Linked DNA regions of Gasterosteus aculeatus: region 2 is linked to region 1. A link is a contact called in public Hi-C data. All regions are on one chromosome and are shown on one strand. Each heading gives the region's core, a stretch centred on a gene start, on an enhancer-like site or on the middle of the called end of the contact. The rest is flanking DNA. Distances are from core to core; before and after follow the strand shown. Region 1 holds the start of zfhx4 (zinc finger homeobox 4). Region 2 overlaps LOC120811897.

Region 1 (3,946 bases), core at 82-2,581:
ACGTATGAAAGGTAGCATCGAGCCCACAAAGATCTGATGCCACTTGAGCCGATCAATACCTTTGAATCGTCGGGAGAAATTCACCTTGGCACACATGGGACGGAACCATCGCGCAACAATCGATATATAGGCCCACTGTCGGAAATTAACCCGAAAAATCAGAATTAATTCGACGTTAGATTCTGTTATAATTTAAACAAATAGTAATAATTTAGTAAATGATTTTGCTCTTAGTCGTATTTGCCAGAGACGGTCACCTGGTCAGTGGTCTCGGCGTGTGCCTACGGAGCTTGTTTGTCCTGTGCGTCGGCGCCCTCATGGGGCTGCATTGGCTGACCCCTCTGCCTCCTCAGGACACACACAAAAAACACGCAAAAGCCCACAGCTCTGACCCGCGACGTGCCACAGTGACCCACTGGCCCACTCTCGTAACAGCAAACACATGCCCAAAATAAGCTTCGCAAAATTCCACAAAAACGGCCAATAAGAAGTTACGCGCAACTCTTTAGACGTCTGCCACCGACAAAAGACTTCAGCATAATTTAACCATAAAAGAATGGACTTGGAAATATGTATTTCCAAAAAGTCAATAACAACAATTATATTTTTCAGCGCGATAAAATAAATAATAGAGACATAATTGTCGGAATGTGATGTCCCTTGTAAGTTGACACCTGCGTTAAATTAAGGCGAAGACTCGCAAAATCAAGTAATTGCAAATAAATCCAAAAGAGATCACTGTTTTCTGTGATTTCAACGAAATCAACGTCTTATAAAAGCCACCTACTTGTTTGCTGACAAACACTCCAGAGAGATGTGAGCAAAAACGACCCCCTCTTTAGCAAATAAAACGAGGAAAACATGGTAAAAAAAACAATGAAACCAAATTAAGTTTTTGCCCATATATGCTCAACATAAACTCTCTCGACGTTTTCACTTCCAGCCCTAAAGCCAAACACCAGCGCTCCAATAAATATGCAATCGTTGTAAAAAATAAAAAAAACTTCAAATTTTCCTCCTCTTACCTCTTTTAAATCTCCCCCAAAAAGCATAAAGTATAATAAGCCATTGAAAGAGATGACACATAAAAACGTAGATTCTCGGTACCTTTGGTATAAAACATTCCGTTTTCCTTCTTTTCTGTCTTTCTCTTGCTCAGTAGCGATCCGATAATAGCATATGGAAAGTGTTTTCAAAATGCCCAGATTTGGCACATTGTCATTGAAAAGAGAGGAGCGCAGTGATGCGGTGCTACAACAGGGGAAATGAGTTGCGGATTGGACGCAGCCCGCCTCGGTGCGGACTTATCCCACTTTAATTTAATATTCCGCAATCACACACACTAGTGATGGCATATAATTCAAGGAGAAATTCAGAGGGAAGGAAATGCTTTTGTGTGTGTGTGTTTTTTACACCACTTTATTTGATTAAGGAGAGAGACAGCACAATATTGTGTCCCCCCCCCCCTCACCCCCGCTTTTCTTCTTCTTTGCTCTCCCCCACCCCGATTCAGTTTTTGTATATATTTTTTAATACATTAAATAATGTATATAGGAATATATGTATTTGTATGTATATTCATAACGTATTTAAAAACCAACAACTCCAGCTTCTCTGCGCATCGGTGTCACACTGGAATCATCCCTAACATAAAATCGAGACCCATAAACGCTTGTTTGTAAAACACTGAACCCGAAATCAATGTATTGGGACATTTCGATCGATTATATAAACGAAAATCTATACGCAACATGAGACCAGTATCAGCCCACTCTTCCGTTCCCTTTAAAGGAGAGGGGGGGGGGGGGGGGGGGGTTACGCAGAAATAGAGAGAGGTTGAGAGAGAGAGACAGAGAGGTGGGGGGGGGGGGGGGGGGCAGAGAAGGGAAAAAAGAAACAAAGACTGTCAATTCAACCCCTTTGCCTCAGTCACTTAGATCAGGGCTTCTCCAGCATGTTCATGTCAAGGACCCCCGAATGGACACACCTTAAGCCAAGGGTCCCCGTTTAATTAGATTCTATCTCCGGGACCCCAACATGTTTTTGTTTTTTTGGTCAATTTAGACTCACATTGTAAACCTGCTGTACGTGTGACGCGTACATCTGAAACCTCCATTCAGACACGTGCTTTCTAATTGGAATAATTGTATGTTAATAAAATCACGGTAAAAATTAAACAGTTCTATATGGGGGGGGGGGGGGGGGGGGGTCCTTTCGACGATTCTTGAACCGCACTTTCGAGAACCACTGACTTGGACGTCAAAGTGCTTCCAGATGCGGAGTGATAGCGCGACTCCTGATGACAACAATTAGACAGAAAATAGCCCCAATCAAACGGGGCCGCACGGGAATACGTTACATTTCAAGGGTCAAGGGGAAGCGCCCCCCCTCCTCTCCCCCCCACACACTTTGTCTCCACATATCCAAATATCACATTTCAGCATCACATCGCAACAATCAAGCACTTTCAGGCAATCAGGTATATGCAGATTCCCCAGAAGAGCGCGTGCTCCCTGTCGGATGAGATGTTGCATAAACTGCGCATTAATATGCAACATGATACGATATGGAGAGGGGCAGGGAACAGGGGGATGGAGACAGGTGGAGGGGGGGGGGGGGGTAAAATAAAGAGGTGCCAATCATGTAAAATTTACACGGGACCACAGCTGCTAGGGCTCTCGAGCAGGGAGGAGGTGGGTTGGGTTGGGATGAGGGGGGGTGAGATTAGGAGACAGGAGCATGAGGGTGGGGGTGGAGGTTTCGGGGGTCCGTGCGGCCGCCGGTGCCACTCTGTTTATTTGATAAGAGCCATCGATCGCCCCTGACTGTAAAGACTTTACCCAGACGCAGGCGGGGCAGCTGCGGCCGAGATATCGCTCCCGAAGAGGACCAACTGTTGTGGCGAGCAAACAAGGTGGAGGAGGAGGAGGAGGAGGAGGAGGAGGAGGAGAACAACAGCCACGGGACTGGAGGAGGTGGGTGACTTGGCAGGCGTCGTCGCACCGCGTTTCGGCCGCGTTTACGCGTGAGGGAAATCTACTCGGGACAAGAGCGCGCACACTGTCGGGAACACGCCGACCCCCCCCGCCCCCTCCATGATGTGCGCCCCCCCCCCCCCTCACACTGCAACGCGAACCCCTACTGCGGTTTCCATTCAGTCTGCCCTCCTCCCACTTGGCCCTTTAGTCCTCCGATATTTCTCATTGTTGATCCCTCTTTAATAGACACGCGTCAAGTGAGCGTCCTCCACATATGGACGGAAACGGCCTCCTCGCGTTGCCCCGTAACACAAAACACGGCCACCCGCCTCCAGTCCCGTTCCACGCCAAATTCTATTGATTATCACTCAGGTCCACATACTCCCACAGACCTGTAAAGCCGCCTTGGTTGGGAACAAAAGCACCTGTGTGCTCCGTATCAAATAAGAGGACGTTGTTGGACCTGATCAGAATCACTTGAGTGACTCGCTATTATTAATTAAACCGTGATTTGCATAACACGATATTGAGAACTGCTGCATCAAAACTGCATAAATTGAAGATGCAGCATTTTTCAAATCACACATTAGCGCACTATTACGAGATTTAGGAAAAATGCCACATATCAGGGAATAAATAGCAATAACAAAAGCAACAACAATGATGAAGTAATAATATAAATATAGTTTTACGCATAAACCAGTACAATAAAACCTGACTTAGAATAAATTCCAGCGATAATGACATGATTTGAAATCTAGCAGGAGGCCTGCTGTTTAATGGCCTCATGAAAGTAAGACTGCTCAGCTGCATGTTGTCACACGGCTTATTAGAGTGCTTTCTTTTTCCACCCAGGAGCTTCAACATGTCAATTTAGTGGTCCGAGAGGTCCATTCCAGGAGCCCCTACTCTCCCTCTCTCCCGGGGACTGTCACCCCTCCACCTTCCCACCCCATCATCGAGCCAGG
Region 2 (3,672 bases), core at 650-3,149, 160 kb before region 1:
AGAACTTTTTTTTTTTCCCCGCTGAGATCTCTCTTTTAGAAACAACACAAAGTTAGGCATTGTGCTTTGAAGACTCTTTTCAAAATGTGTGTGTGTGTCTAGAGCTTAGGGCTGTTCTGTCCGACACATGTTCACTTTGTGAAGCCTACTGTACGCCGCCTGCATAAAAGCTAAATGTTTTTGATTACTGACTTTTTACTCAGGGGACCATGGGAAACGGGATGAGAGAGGGAAGCTTCTGTCCCTCTCTGCCGCTCTCCGTTCGTACCTTATTTTCTCCTCCGCTAGCTTTCCCTCATTCAGCCGCCCCTGCATCCGCCTCGCCTCCTCTGCACGGGTTGCCAACTCCTCCGCTGAGCAGGGGGGAGGGGGAGGTGGGGGCGGGGGTGGGTAGTGGGGGGGGGGGGAGACAGGGGCGGAAAAGTGTGAGATACAGAGAGCAACTGTTCACTTCAAACGCTGTTGGGTTAAGATTCGCTAAGAGGCCGCGTGAGAGGAAATATGTCCATTCTGACTGAGATATCACATTGTTGGTTCAATGTGTTTTCTAATTCAGTTCAAGAAAGAAATACATAACAAAAACAAAAAAAAATGGTAAATTCATATTCATACACAGAGTGCGTTCTCCGACAGGCCGAGGATTAAAGAACGTTTTACAGAAATTGATTTAATTTCAAGTTTCAGACTGAAAAAAAATCGGAGGCCGCGAGCCGCCTTTTCAAAGCGAGAAGCAAACCCTTCCGCGGGAGAAGCGCCGGACGCCTCTCGGAGGCGACGCGGCGGCCCTTCTGTTGAGACAGACGCACAAAAAGAAAAAAGAAGAAGAGCAGCGCTCTCCCCGACTTTGTCAATAGATGGCACTCTTTACCTTGAGCACGCCACTCGAGCCGCTGACCGCATCCCTTCAATCACGTTCCCTTTCCAGCCGTCCCCTCCGTCGACATCAACTAAAAAACCCCGCCGTCCCACACTTAGTAATTTAGCACATTGAGTGGTTCCTTGCTTACGCGCGGGGCCTTTTTAGTTTGAATTTAAAATTTGGGCTTTGCACCCCCCTCTCCCCCTCTCTCTCCCCCTTTTTCTTTTTGTTCTGTATCCTGTTTTGTGAGTCAATGTTTCTTTGCAGCTCTTAAAAACCTTTTCACTACATTCAGTATTCATTGAATATAACATAAACTGTCAGCCATCGGTGGTCAAGGCTGGTGAATATTGAGGAGGTATGTGCGCCGAATATGTAGCGGTGCGCTCCTGACTGTGTGTTTGTGTGTGTGTTGAATATTTACAGGACGGACCTTGACTTTTTGGTGTGCATGTGCGGGTGAGTGTGTGAAATAGAAACAGAGAAATGCTCAGTGTGTTGCTGTGATGCTTTTAGGGCCACACTGTGATGGTAGTGGTGGGACAGACTGAAGAGAGGGGGGGGGGGGGGGGGGGGGGCTAAAACCAATACCGGTATGAAGGAAAAGCAGAAAGGAAAATCTACATTTAATAAAGCCATGATTCATTCATGGCTTTGCTGTATCCAAACTGTTTAAACTGAAGCCCCAGGAAAATTGAAGCCGCAACTGGAATGCTAAATATTTAACGAAGCAAAAGCTCTTTTATTTGCGTGTGCCTCTACCGTGGCTATTTGGCTAAATCTCAAGGTGAAGGTTTGTTATGAATCTCAATAATCGATAAAGCAGAGATGTGAAAACTGGAGTCGGCCTTAGTTTTGAGGTGACCTCAGTGACGCGTCCCACCAGGGGAGGCCACAGAGAGAGCAATTAGCTGCACCGACGTGCACCCGAACACACACCCCAAAAATTACGAGAAAAGGACAGACCGAGCTGCATAGGAACACGAGAACACGCCGAGGTAGAAAGCAGTAAACAAACAGACACACACTAGGAGTTTACTTTGGACCAGGTGGGCTGTGTGGTATATTTAGCTTAGTTTGATGACCACATGCAGCCAACGTTTTCCACATTAAAAGAGGAGCCGCAGAGGAGTGTGGATTTCTCAACAATCAATTCTTCTTAATAGCTTAAAATAGATGCTGCATTTCCACACAATGGGACGACGCGGCTCTACGTAGCGCCCTTTTTCTTGGTTATACATGAACAAATGTTCTGTATATTCAGATTTTATTTTTATTTTTCAAAACCACCTCTATCGAAGATCCGAGTGAGCCGAGCCGTTGAAGATGACGGCAGACGGTTTAATGCTGCCATGGCGATCAGGTGGGCCCGATCTGCCCACACCGAGGAGGTACTATCAACATACTGCAGAGCCGAACCATGCGGCCGGAAACGAGACGCGAGATCTTGGGTCTCTTACTTTCTTGACCCTTTTATACCGGCTTCACCACGTGAGGTATGACATTAGTTCATAATCTAATCTCTCCTTCATGAAGCGCTTCAAAGCCGCCATACAGCATGGGTTCATAATCACAGATCTGCAGTCAGATTACCCCGCTTTCGTAGCTAACCTTTAACATGAGAGGGACGAGAACCCGGCTAACCCTGAATCAGTGGTTGCGGCTGGGCCGGGCCCTTCCTGGCCCTCATAAAAGCTTCATAAGGCTTCATAGGGGCTTCCTTTGGCTTTGTTGGGGGATTCGTAGCGGGCTGAGGTGCTCCCGAGAGACGTCCCAAAGCCTCCCAAGACTCACTCCCTCTCTTTCTGAAGTTTCATGGGCTTGCAACACTGCTTTTGGGTATAAGCCAAAAGGTGCACAGCCGCACACAGTCATGCACACAAATACAAGAAGAAGAAGGAGAAAAATCATATGCACACAACAGTGAGCACTAACAAAAGACAAAGAGCAACACACACCGGGGGAATCTTGAACCCAAAACACACACATGCACCCCAACACACTCCCCTCTTGCTCTCTCCCCTTCGCTTTATTTACAATCCTCTGGCAGCGGTACAAGGGCCCGGGGCTATAACACACGGCACCTAATGCTCAAACTGCCAGGTAATCTCATGTCTGACATCCCCCTTTGATAGAAACTGATCAATAGACTCTTGTAAAGGAGTCATTTTCTCTGATGTTTCTACCAACCACTTCTCTCTCTCTCTCTCTCTCTCTCTCTCTCTCACTCTCTTTCCCCCTTCTCCTTTATTAGCCATACATTTATAATTCATATTTCAGCGGGCCGAGTTTACTGTGAGACAAAAAGGGGGGGGGGTCTTCTTTGTGTAATAAAGAACAATGGTGGTGAAATGATGGGGAGAAATGCCGGTGTTTGCTGCTGGTTCCGGTGAACAACAGTTTTGGGGATCGATAGAGTGTGAAATGGGATTATAGCTAGTAATAGAGGTGAATTGGAGGAGAGAGGCATGTGCATGTGTGCGACCAGGGATCCAGATTGGATAGCAGCACACACACACACACACACACACACACACACACACACTCGCACGCAAACCCAGACACACAAACACAAAGGCAGACAATAATGATTTCGTCATCTTTAGGCAGATGCACATCAGCAGCACAGAGGGGTGGTAATATCACATTTCTGTTTTTGAGGAAGTGTGGAAATATGGATATTGTGTTTTTGTTTATGCTGTTATTTCATTTGTGGTCACAGGGCATTATATTTATTTCACATTACAGCCGACCTTATGATACATCTTATTTCAGATGTAAGATTACACCATCATCATATGTATTGTCTTGCT

Evidence for each region. Hi-C and Micro-C count contacts between places; a contact is called where the count stands out from the background.
Region 2: a Hi-C map of liver shows a contact between it and region 1, with 4 times the contacts expected there. The contact joins the enhancer-like site here to the promoter of zfhx4 in region 1. A contact is called at or near these places in 4 of 6 Hi-C or Micro-C datasets (liver, skeletal muscle and whole body).

What each region holds. Positions count from the first base shown.
Region 1 is chr21:12,394,453-12,398,398 of fGasAcu3.hap1.1, reverse strand. zfhx4 (zinc finger homeobox 4) reads right to left here and starts at 1,331. Exons shown (of 12, transcript XM_040166738.2): 1 at 1,108-1,331.
Region 2 is chr21:12,551,903-12,555,574 of fGasAcu3.hap1.1, reverse strand. It overlaps LOC120811897, which reads right to left. Exons shown (of 18, transcript XM_078095805.1): 11 at 269-353. Among protein-coding and RNA genes, the nearest start is that of LOC120811897, 16 kb to the right of the region's middle. Within about 2 kb of position 1,899, at least 1 of the 9 cell types and tissues checked has open chromatin away from gene starts, as enhancers often do. A contact at or near this core is called in liver, where this site is marked.